2 separate regions of the Mus musculus genome follow, and region 1 is linked to region 2. Evidence: chromatin contacts called from public Hi-C data. All regions are on one chromosome and are shown on one strand. The core of a region is the stretch at or near the end of the contact, and the rest is flanking DNA. Distances in the headings are between cores, read along the strand shown. Region 1 overlaps Ptprn2 (protein tyrosine phosphatase, receptor type, N polypeptide 2). Region 2 overlaps Ptprn2 (protein tyrosine phosphatase, receptor type, N polypeptide 2).

Region 1 (4,371 bases), core at 1,542-4,041, 120 kb after region 2:
GTGATGTAAACAGACAGGCAGCTTTTTCCAAGTGCATGGGGTGCTAGTAACAAAACATTATTTCCCAATGGGTATATGCATAGACATACATGTAACATTACACCATTTTAAAATAAGAACTTCAAGTTTGCAGAGTGTGTTTACATACAATTTCCCATCAAATCCTCAAGGACCAGAGATTGCCTAGCATGGCATGCCTTCTAAGATGGCGTAGAAAGTATAGAGAGGTGCTTTGCTGAGGCAGACCAGATACTGAGTGGGACATGGGGTTCTCCATGTCCATGTCCCCCCTGTTGCTCAACATAGCATCTCCATGAAGTCAGACGGCTCAAACAGTTGTTTGAGAGAATTCATCAGTAGAGAACACTCTCCGATATCCCACCCTTCTCTATGCTGACGTTCTTTTGATTTTTCTTTTTCTTCTCACAGCTGACAACAAAGACCAGCTGGAGAAGGCAACTGGACTGACAATCCTTCAAAGTGGAATCAGGCCGGTGAGTAGGTTGAGGAGTATCCTTATAAGAGATGGATGCCCTCACGCCCACCAGGTGTCTCAGTGCTGGCTGGCTGGTGAAATTCAAGAGCATAGGTTTGGCTCATTGTGTGGCTAATCCACGTAGCGTCTTGTTGGCTCAGCTGGTAGGAGATCGGTCCTCCCAGTGTTTATAGATGCTGACTAATGGTGTAGGCAAATGTGACTACTTATGTTATGCCTTTGAAATCATAGTTTTGTATCTCCCCAAGAAAAATCTATCACAAACCAAACAGGAAACTCCAGGAAAGATGATGATGTATAGGACTTAAATTATTGAAAATGAGTTAGTTCCTGGAAATCACTCTTTCCTTGGGAATTTGGTGTCTTTGTTACTTAGACATGTGTGTTTAAACAAAGGTGCAGAGCTATGAATCTGTCCTTGAAGTGACTTGATGCTGTCAGACTCTTTGGTGTCCAGCCATTGCCTCGCTGCAACCAGACACTATGTCTTCTCTGTGCCTGCTGGTGGCTGCTCTCTTGGCCAACTGACAGTGTAATGAAGTGCACATGTAACAGTGACTGAGGTTCCTCCTGGGAGCTGCATGTAGCCACTCACAAGTCAGCGTGGACCAAAGCCAATCTATGCTCTTGTGTCTGAAATTCAGATTTCACAGCACTTGCCATTAAAGTTAATTAAGTATTAAGGAGTGCTTGTTTGTAAGTGTTCCCCGCTATATACATTGGCTTGTCCTTACGGAACCACTTAGAGACTCAAAGCTGCTTTGCAGAGGCTCTGATTCTGCAACCAGGTCTTTGGCTTCTGGAGCCAGTAGCTGTTTAATTGGTGGCTGTTCTCAGAGACCTGGACTTCCTGGAAGCTCTTAAGAGGGCTTGAGTGCCTGGGGGCGCCTTAGTTATTGACAGCAGAGTGAGAGAGTCTATAACTGATAGAAACTTCTCAAAGGACATTCTAAGAGCCTGACAAATGTCACTCTTCTCTGTGTGTTCTTGAGGCTATGCTGGATGAGCAGAGCAGGTGACAGCTGAAGACACTCTGATTATTTACTGTTTCTTTAACAGCCAGTGAAGTGGAAGGAAGGAAGAAGCCAAATGTCTTGGGGCTTCAGATCTCCTATATCTAAATGAGGGACAGTGGCCATGTCAGAGAGAACAGTGTGGTGTGGAGACTGGACAGTGGGCACTTAGATGTTACTGCCTGCCTCTAGCTGAGGACAAGTTTATGTGCTGGGGGCTATTTCCAGTTCAGTTTCTTCTTTGGGGAGAAATGGTGGCATCCAGCCATTGAGAGCAACCCACATTCAGGCAGCACTCATTGGTATGGCCCAGTTTCAGAAAATGTAGACACCGTGAGTTGAGTGTGTAAGCCACTCAGGAACAGGCAGCAGGTGCATAAGACCCCACTTCACACGGGAGGCCACGGTGTGATTCATGCGTTTGGTTGCTGAATACCTCATCCCTTATTGCAGTGTGGCCTCCGGCTGCTCCAGGGCAGTCAGGATGCACAGTGGGCCAACCCCATTGCTTAAGATAGACCTGGTTCTCAAGCATTTTCCAAGCTTTTCTTGGCTTCTTTCATAAGACCCACACTCTCATACCCTACCCTGAGCCTGAGGATTGGCTCTGCAGTGGCCTGTTCAGAACACAGCTGCTTGTTCTGGGGTGGAGAGGTTGGAAAGCTGTGTTCTCATCCTCCTTATGACCCCACCTTACAGGCTCTGGCCTCCAGCACTTTCCTTCTACCAAGGAATCTAGGCTTTCTCTCTGGTTGCCTGTGTGTTCACCATAAATATCTGTTTCCATTCTGCAGTGATGCCTTTAGAGTAGTCTTTCTTCTTACCTTGTGGCTCCATGTTCTATGCTGCTCTACAGGTAGTTAGTGTCTCTACCTCAGTCTACCTCATGGTAAACAGTCTACCTCATGGTTCTGTATCCTCTACTGTAGCATAGGTCAGTCTACCTTGGAAGAGCTTGTGCAGGTTTTCTTCGATAGCAGATATAAAATGTCTGGACAGAGTTAGCAGGAGGAGACTCCCCATTGACCTCAGCCTCACCGTTCTGCCATGCTAGTCACCTTTGCTCCTGAGATTCAAGCCAGCAGCCCTCAGAAGAGCTCAGCCTGCTGCCACGGTGCTTCCTGGAGATAGCCCCTTATCCCAAATATCTATTTTATAATCCCTTGCTTCAACCAGCAGCCACTTTGAAAGCTGGTGCCTCTTGAACCTTTAGCGTTGGCTGGTATCACTGCCGTGGCCTTGAGCCCAGCTCTCCACATGTTTCCTTGGCATATCCCTTGCCAGCTCTAGGCTGGAAGCTGCTCTGACAGGCAGAGAACATTTACAGTAGCAAAATGGGAGGAAAGGATTCAAGCTGAGAAAATTTTTAGAAACCTAATCATATCTTTTTCCTAATTTTAACTCTCTCATCCAGTAAGCCTGGTCTTGATGAATTTTTTTCTTTCTTTTCTTTCTTTCTTTTTTTTTTTTTTTTTCTTTTAGCGTATTTCGAATTCTTTTGATTCCTGACTCTGGAATGTAAAGCAGAGTGTGATTGCTAGAAATCTAGCAGCATTTACAGATCTGCTCCAGGCACTTGTAATTCACACGTGTGATGACAGATAGCAGAATTAGAACCTTTTAAGCCAAATAGAAATATCTCAAAACAAAATTTACAGGAAATGAGGAGATTGTGGTGCACACACGCATCCCGAATAGATGGGTGGTATTTTGATGTATTTCGAAATCTAATTTCTGACACCTTGAAAACTTTTCACATTTTAGTCACATTAATGAAGCTGTGTTTCCTCCAGAGGACAATTATAATAGCCCTGAAGAAAAGCTCAGAATGTGCTGAGAAACCAGCCTAGAAAGTTTTCCACCAGGCATGGGTCCCCCTCATTATGGAGTGGGGCTGCTTCTAGTTCTGATGCTAGCCATAAACAGCCTTGAAGCTTATCTGCCCAACCTTGAAGGCAGACAGAACAGACTATCTGGCCCAGCATCACCATGGTGGCCTTAAAGACCACAGCAGGGAGGAGTCCAAGAGCAGTGCTTGTGGGGGAAGGGGCAAGAGCTACTCTGGTGGAACTGAGCTCCTCCTGCTGGAGAGAGGCTTCCCACTCAGTGGAGTGGCTGAGACCAGATGTGGGTTCTCAGGAACCTCTCCAAAAAGTTTCCAGACCTCTTCTAAGAGTCAAGGAGGTTTGCCTGTGCAAGCTCAATAACTGTTCTTCACAGACATCCAAACCCCTGTAACCATCCCTGTGCCTCTGATGCTCCTGCTACTCAGAGCTTAAGGAAGAATTTTGTTCAAAGGAAGGGACTGTATGCTTTCAAATAAGTCCATCTTCCATGTCCATTGGAAACCCCAAGAGTTCTTGGGGTGCTTCTGCCCCACAAACTACTGGGGCTCTCCTAAAGCACACCCTGGCTGAGACCCTGTGTAGGGGATCCATGGTTGCAAAGAAAAAGCACGAGGTGTGAGGAAGTGATATGGGGAAGCAGCCTCATTTTCTCCAAATCCCACCTTACCATACTCTGTTGATGGAAGTGTTGTAGCTTTAAGCCTCTTTCATCAAAAATCCCAGCCCAGGGCTATTGAGAAGGCTCAGTGGATAAAGCCAGTTGCTGTCAAACTTGATAATCTGAATTTAGTCCCTGGGTCCTACATGGTGGGATAGGCAGCTGTCTCCCACAGGCTGTCCTCAAACCTCCATATATGTATCGTGGCATGTGTCCATGCATGCACATTCACACATGCAATAAATGAATAAGTAAACAAACATGTCCAGTCCAGTGGCTCTAGATGGCTAAGAGGAGCTTGGGTCCTGAAATAATATTTGGGCCAAATCAAATGGGAGAGCCATTGTGCGGCGGGGC
Region 2 (4,412 bases), core at 322-2,821:
CATGATGTACTGTGCTGCCACAGGCCCATAGCAGCAGACAAAACAACCTTACACCAACCCTGCTGAAACCGTGAGCCAAAATAGACCTGTCCTCCTCCTTAGTTGACTATCTGAGTGTCTCATTACAATCACAGAAAGCTGACTATTGCAGTTACAAGTGTAAACAGGGATGCAGAATGGAAAATCAGATTCTCCCCTGCAGGCGTGGGCTGATGTGTTAGGCAGGCTCTGCCCGAGGCAGTGTGCTGGCTAGTGTTTAATCAACTTGACACAGCTAGAATCCTTTGGGAAGAGAGACACTCAATTGAAAAAAACACTCCTTCCAGATTGGCCTGTGGGCAAGCCTAAGAAACATTTTCTTGATTAATGATTTATGTTGATGGATCCAGCCCACTGTGAATGGTGCCACTCCTGGGCAGGAGGTGCTGGATGGTATAAGAAAGCAGGCTAAGCAAGCCATGAGGAGCAAGCCAGTAAACAACTTCTTTGGATGGGAGACTACAAGCTATAAAATGAAATAAACTCTTTAAAAAAAAAAAAACAAAGTAGTACAAATTATCACTAGGATGGGCAGTGACTGTAAGACTTTGCCTGAATTCCTCCCCGACAACCTTAGGCTGCACATATATAAACAGTGTAGAATTGTGGTGTCAAAATACCACCAGGATAGGATGAAGATGGACAGGTAGAAGCAGATGGTGCTCTGTGGCCCCTTGATGGTTTGTGGATGTTAATTGGCTCTCTTTGAACATCTTTCTTGCTCTTTGCCAGCAATTGGTGTCTCCCCTTCACTCCCATGACCTTAAGGGCCTGGTGTGTGTGTGTGTGTGTGTGTGTGTGTGTGTGTGTGTGTGTGTGAGAGAGAGAGAGAGAGAGAGAGAGAGAGAGAGAGAGAGAGAGATACAGAGAGATAGAGAGACAAGGAGATATAGAGAGAAAGAGAGAGATAGAGAGACAGAGAGACAGAAACAGAGACAGAGAGACAGAGACTTGAGAATGCCTGATTGGAGAGTTCCTGGCAATGGCCATCATACAGTGACTAGAAGATGCTCCCAAGGGGCTGGGGCTGTGTCTGTGGAAGGGACCCTCATTAGCAACAGCAACTTCAAGGAGTTCTTACCTCACAGAGGCTCTCAGCAGAAACCTGCTCCTTCTTCACCTCACCCATCTTTAGCAGAGTCAAACCTGTCTTTTGTAGATTTGAGGTACCCCACCTGTGTCTTCACTGGTTGATCTTCATTTTCTGTTAATACACAAAGGGTGTGTCTGCTTTCTTTTATTCTCTTAGCTTAGTGATGATAGTGCCTTCACACCTAAGTGGGAGTAGCTTGTTCCAGAAACAGGGTCGAGCACTACAGAGTGACTTTGCATATCTAATAAGTGGCTTCAAGATAAGCTCTGGGGTGGGGGAAGATAAGGTATGAGCCTGTACACACCAGGTCAAGAAGGTCAAGATAAACATTCAGGGAGGAAGGCAGGGTGTGAGCCTATACACTAGGTCATCTTGCAGTTTCTCTCACAGGCCAGCTTAGCAGACTGACTCTGAACAGGAGGAAAGCAATGTCTGTCAAAAGCCTCCTTTGGGGAATTCTACAGATGCCAGTTCCCATGGCAACTAGATGAGGAGAAGGGAGAATAGGAAGCTTGCTCTGAAATCTGGCTTCAGCTTCAAGCCCCTCATCACGGGCTCTCACCCATGGCCTCAGCAGGGCCTGTGAGCACAGATGCCTGCTTGTGGTCTCATCTCCCACTGTCACTGAGCCATTGCCTGACTCTCTGATGCTTAAGGCCAGGCTATGTGGGGCCACCTCAGGCTAGAGAGGAGGTAGTTGATTCTGCATATATGGTTATCTAACTTTGAATGGCCCAACTCTGTAGTTTCTTCTTCTTAATCCTCTGATACCTAGCACCATCTCTTCATCTTAGGTATGGCTTGTGGGAAAGAGTGTATGCTAAATACAACTGTAGCAATGTTAACCCTCAGTACTGTGAGTGCTCACACAGAACAGGTCACATCAGCACACCTGGGGTTAACCGAAGGCAGGTCTTAGGGTTAAGAGGTAGAGACAGCTTTGGAAAAGTATGAGAACTGAGAACAGATGGTATGCACAAGGGCCACTGAGCATGAGGGACAGTGTAAGGGCGTTTGGCCCCTGAGATGAGATACTCGGAGAGTAGTCTAGGTGAACAATCCTGCCATAAACAGATGTGTTGAATATGCTCAAAGCCTGATACACTTTCTGAAGTTCTGTCTGCAAACTAGCCCACTGTTTCCTCCTGGGACAGGAATACACAGCGTAATGGCGTACTCTTGGATGATGGCTGACTTGCATAGTGAGGCTGGAATTCCACATAGCCCCAGAGCAAGGTCCAGGAAATTCAAGAGTATAGTGAGACAGTACAGGCCTATTGGACCCACAGGCAGGGACAACACTGTAGGTGGCTGCATTTTGAAGATGTCAGATGCAAATTGATCAATCGAACAAAAGGACTGCATGGGTGATAGTTCTAGCCCTGCCTGAGAGCTACCCAAACACAACATGGATGACTGTTGGACTTTAAGGACAACAGACCTTCCCTACTTTAGAGCTTGGGGTTTCCCCTTGTTCCTTTGCTGCGCCCCCCCCCCCCAGCCCTTTGTGCAGCTTCCCTCAGCCTAACTGCACTCCCTCGGCCTGGGCTACCTTCCTGAAACCCCTCTGCCAGAGTCCCATTCCTGTAGCCCCCTCAGCTGGGGTCCCTTTCTATAGCCCTTCCCCACCCCCTCAGCCCAGCTAGCAGGCTGTCTCCAAGCAGAGGGAAGCAGTGTCTGTAAAAAGCCTTCTTTAGGGAGTTCTGCAGATGCTGGTCTCCATGGCAACTAGATGTATCTCATGGACCAGGAACAGGGAAACTGGCCTCATTGTTCTCAGCCCTCTTTGATGTCCTCACTGTGGTTTCATGGCCACTAAGGCTGCTAAGGTGAAGCTGGGGAGGAGATAGGATTTGGAACCTCCATTCAAAGCCTCAGTCCATGTTTTGGCCACTGTGTGCCCCTATTCGTTTCAGTACTGAGTGATTTAGGAAGGAGCCGACCTGACATCACAATTTAAATTCTATAGGACTTGGGTGAAACTGTTGGTTGTCATTGGTGGCCTAACTTTGACTGGCATCCCACAGGACATCTAGAGACCGAGAATGCAAATCACCATAGAGAGACCAGACATTCCTGTTCTCCCCTCACAGGAGGGGGAACTTCGGTGCAAAGGGGATTAAGAGAATGGCAATGTGTGTTCGGGCCAGTCGCATCACACACCAAAGTGAGACCTTTCCCTGGACTTCCCTCATGGGTGGAGCCTGTTGACACTAGAATTGGGTTGTGAAGATGGACAAGGGCAGTGCCATCATACAGAATTATCATGTTGTCCAAGGGCAGTAGAGAGGGACGGTTCTAATCTGTGCTGCACACCGGCTTTGATTAAAAGTGGCTGTACAATCATTCCTTTTAGACCCGAAGACAGTTTTCACTTTATCAACACCTTGTCTCATTACACTTGCAAAGGCAGCAGGTTTTCAGTCATGGCCTTTAGAGAAAGCATTTACACGGCACACAAGTGATTCCCATCTTTGCTGCTCTTGACTCCTCCCACTGCTGCTCAGGATTGGTTCAGGCTGCTGCAAAAGAAGTCACTTGATATGCACTCACTGATAAGTGGATATTAGCCCAGAAACCTAGAAAACCCAAGATACAACTTCCAAAACACAAGAAAATCAAGAAGGAAGACCAACTCGTGGATATTTCATTCCTCCCTAGAATAGGGAATAAAATATCCATGGAAGGAGTTGCAGAGACAAATTTTAGAGCTAAGACAAAAGGATGAACCATCCAGAGACTGCCCCACCCAGGGGTCCATCCCATAATCAGCCACCAAACACAGACACTATTGCATACGCCAGCAAGATTTTGTTGAAAGGACGCTGATATAGCTGTCTCCTGTGAGGCTTTGCCAATGCCTGGCAAATACAGAAGTGGATGCTCACAGTCATCTATAGGATGGAACACAGGGCCCCCAATGTAGGAGCTAGAGAATGTACCCAAGAGTGGAAGGGGTCTGCAACCTTATAGATGGAACAACAATATAACTAATCAGTACCCCCAGAACTCGTGTCTTTAGCTGCATATGTAGCAGAAGATGACCTAATTGGCCATCATTGGGAAGAGTGGCCCCTTGGTCTAGCAAACTTTATATGCCCCAGTACAGGGGAAAGCCAGGGCCAAGAAGTAGGAGTGATTGGGTAGGGGAGCAGGGTGGGGGGAGGGTATAGGGGACTTTTGGGATAGCATTTGAAATGTAAATGAAGAAAATATCCAATAAAAAAAAGAAAAAAAAAGGAAGTCTTTGATATTTCTGGTTAGAGTGAAGAAAGTGTTT

The links. A called contact is a pair of places that touch in the nucleus more often than the background predicts.
Region 1: a Hi-C map of cerebral cortex shows a contact between it and region 2, with 2.4 times the contacts expected there. The contact joins two enhancer-like sites. A contact is called at or near these places in 4 of 484 Hi-C or Micro-C datasets (the N1E-115 cell line, cerebral cortex, embryonic stem cells and 1 more) and 1 of 9 other capture datasets (embryonic stem cells).

Annotation. Positions count from the first base shown.
Region 1 is chr12:117,022,375-117,026,745 of GRCm38.p6, forward strand. It overlaps Ptprn2 (protein tyrosine phosphatase, receptor type, N polypeptide 2), which reads left to right. Exons shown (of 23, transcript NM_011215.2): 12 at 430-494. Among named protein-coding and RNA genes, the nearest start is that of Gm10421, 130 kb to the right of the region's middle. Within about 2 kb of position 2,792, at least 13 of the 459 cell types and tissues checked have an H3K27ac peak or open chromatin away from gene starts, as enhancers often do. A contact at or near this core is called in cerebral cortex, where this site is marked.
Region 2 is chr12:116,906,025-116,910,436 of GRCm38.p6, forward strand. The region is part of intron 11 of Ptprn2 (protein tyrosine phosphatase, receptor type, N polypeptide 2); the gene reads left to right. Among named protein-coding and RNA genes, the nearest start is that of Gm31336, 150 kb to the left of the region's middle. Within about 2 kb of position 1,572, at least 36 of the 459 cell types and tissues checked have an H3K27ac peak or open chromatin away from gene starts, as enhancers often do. A contact at or near this core is called in cerebral cortex, where this site is marked.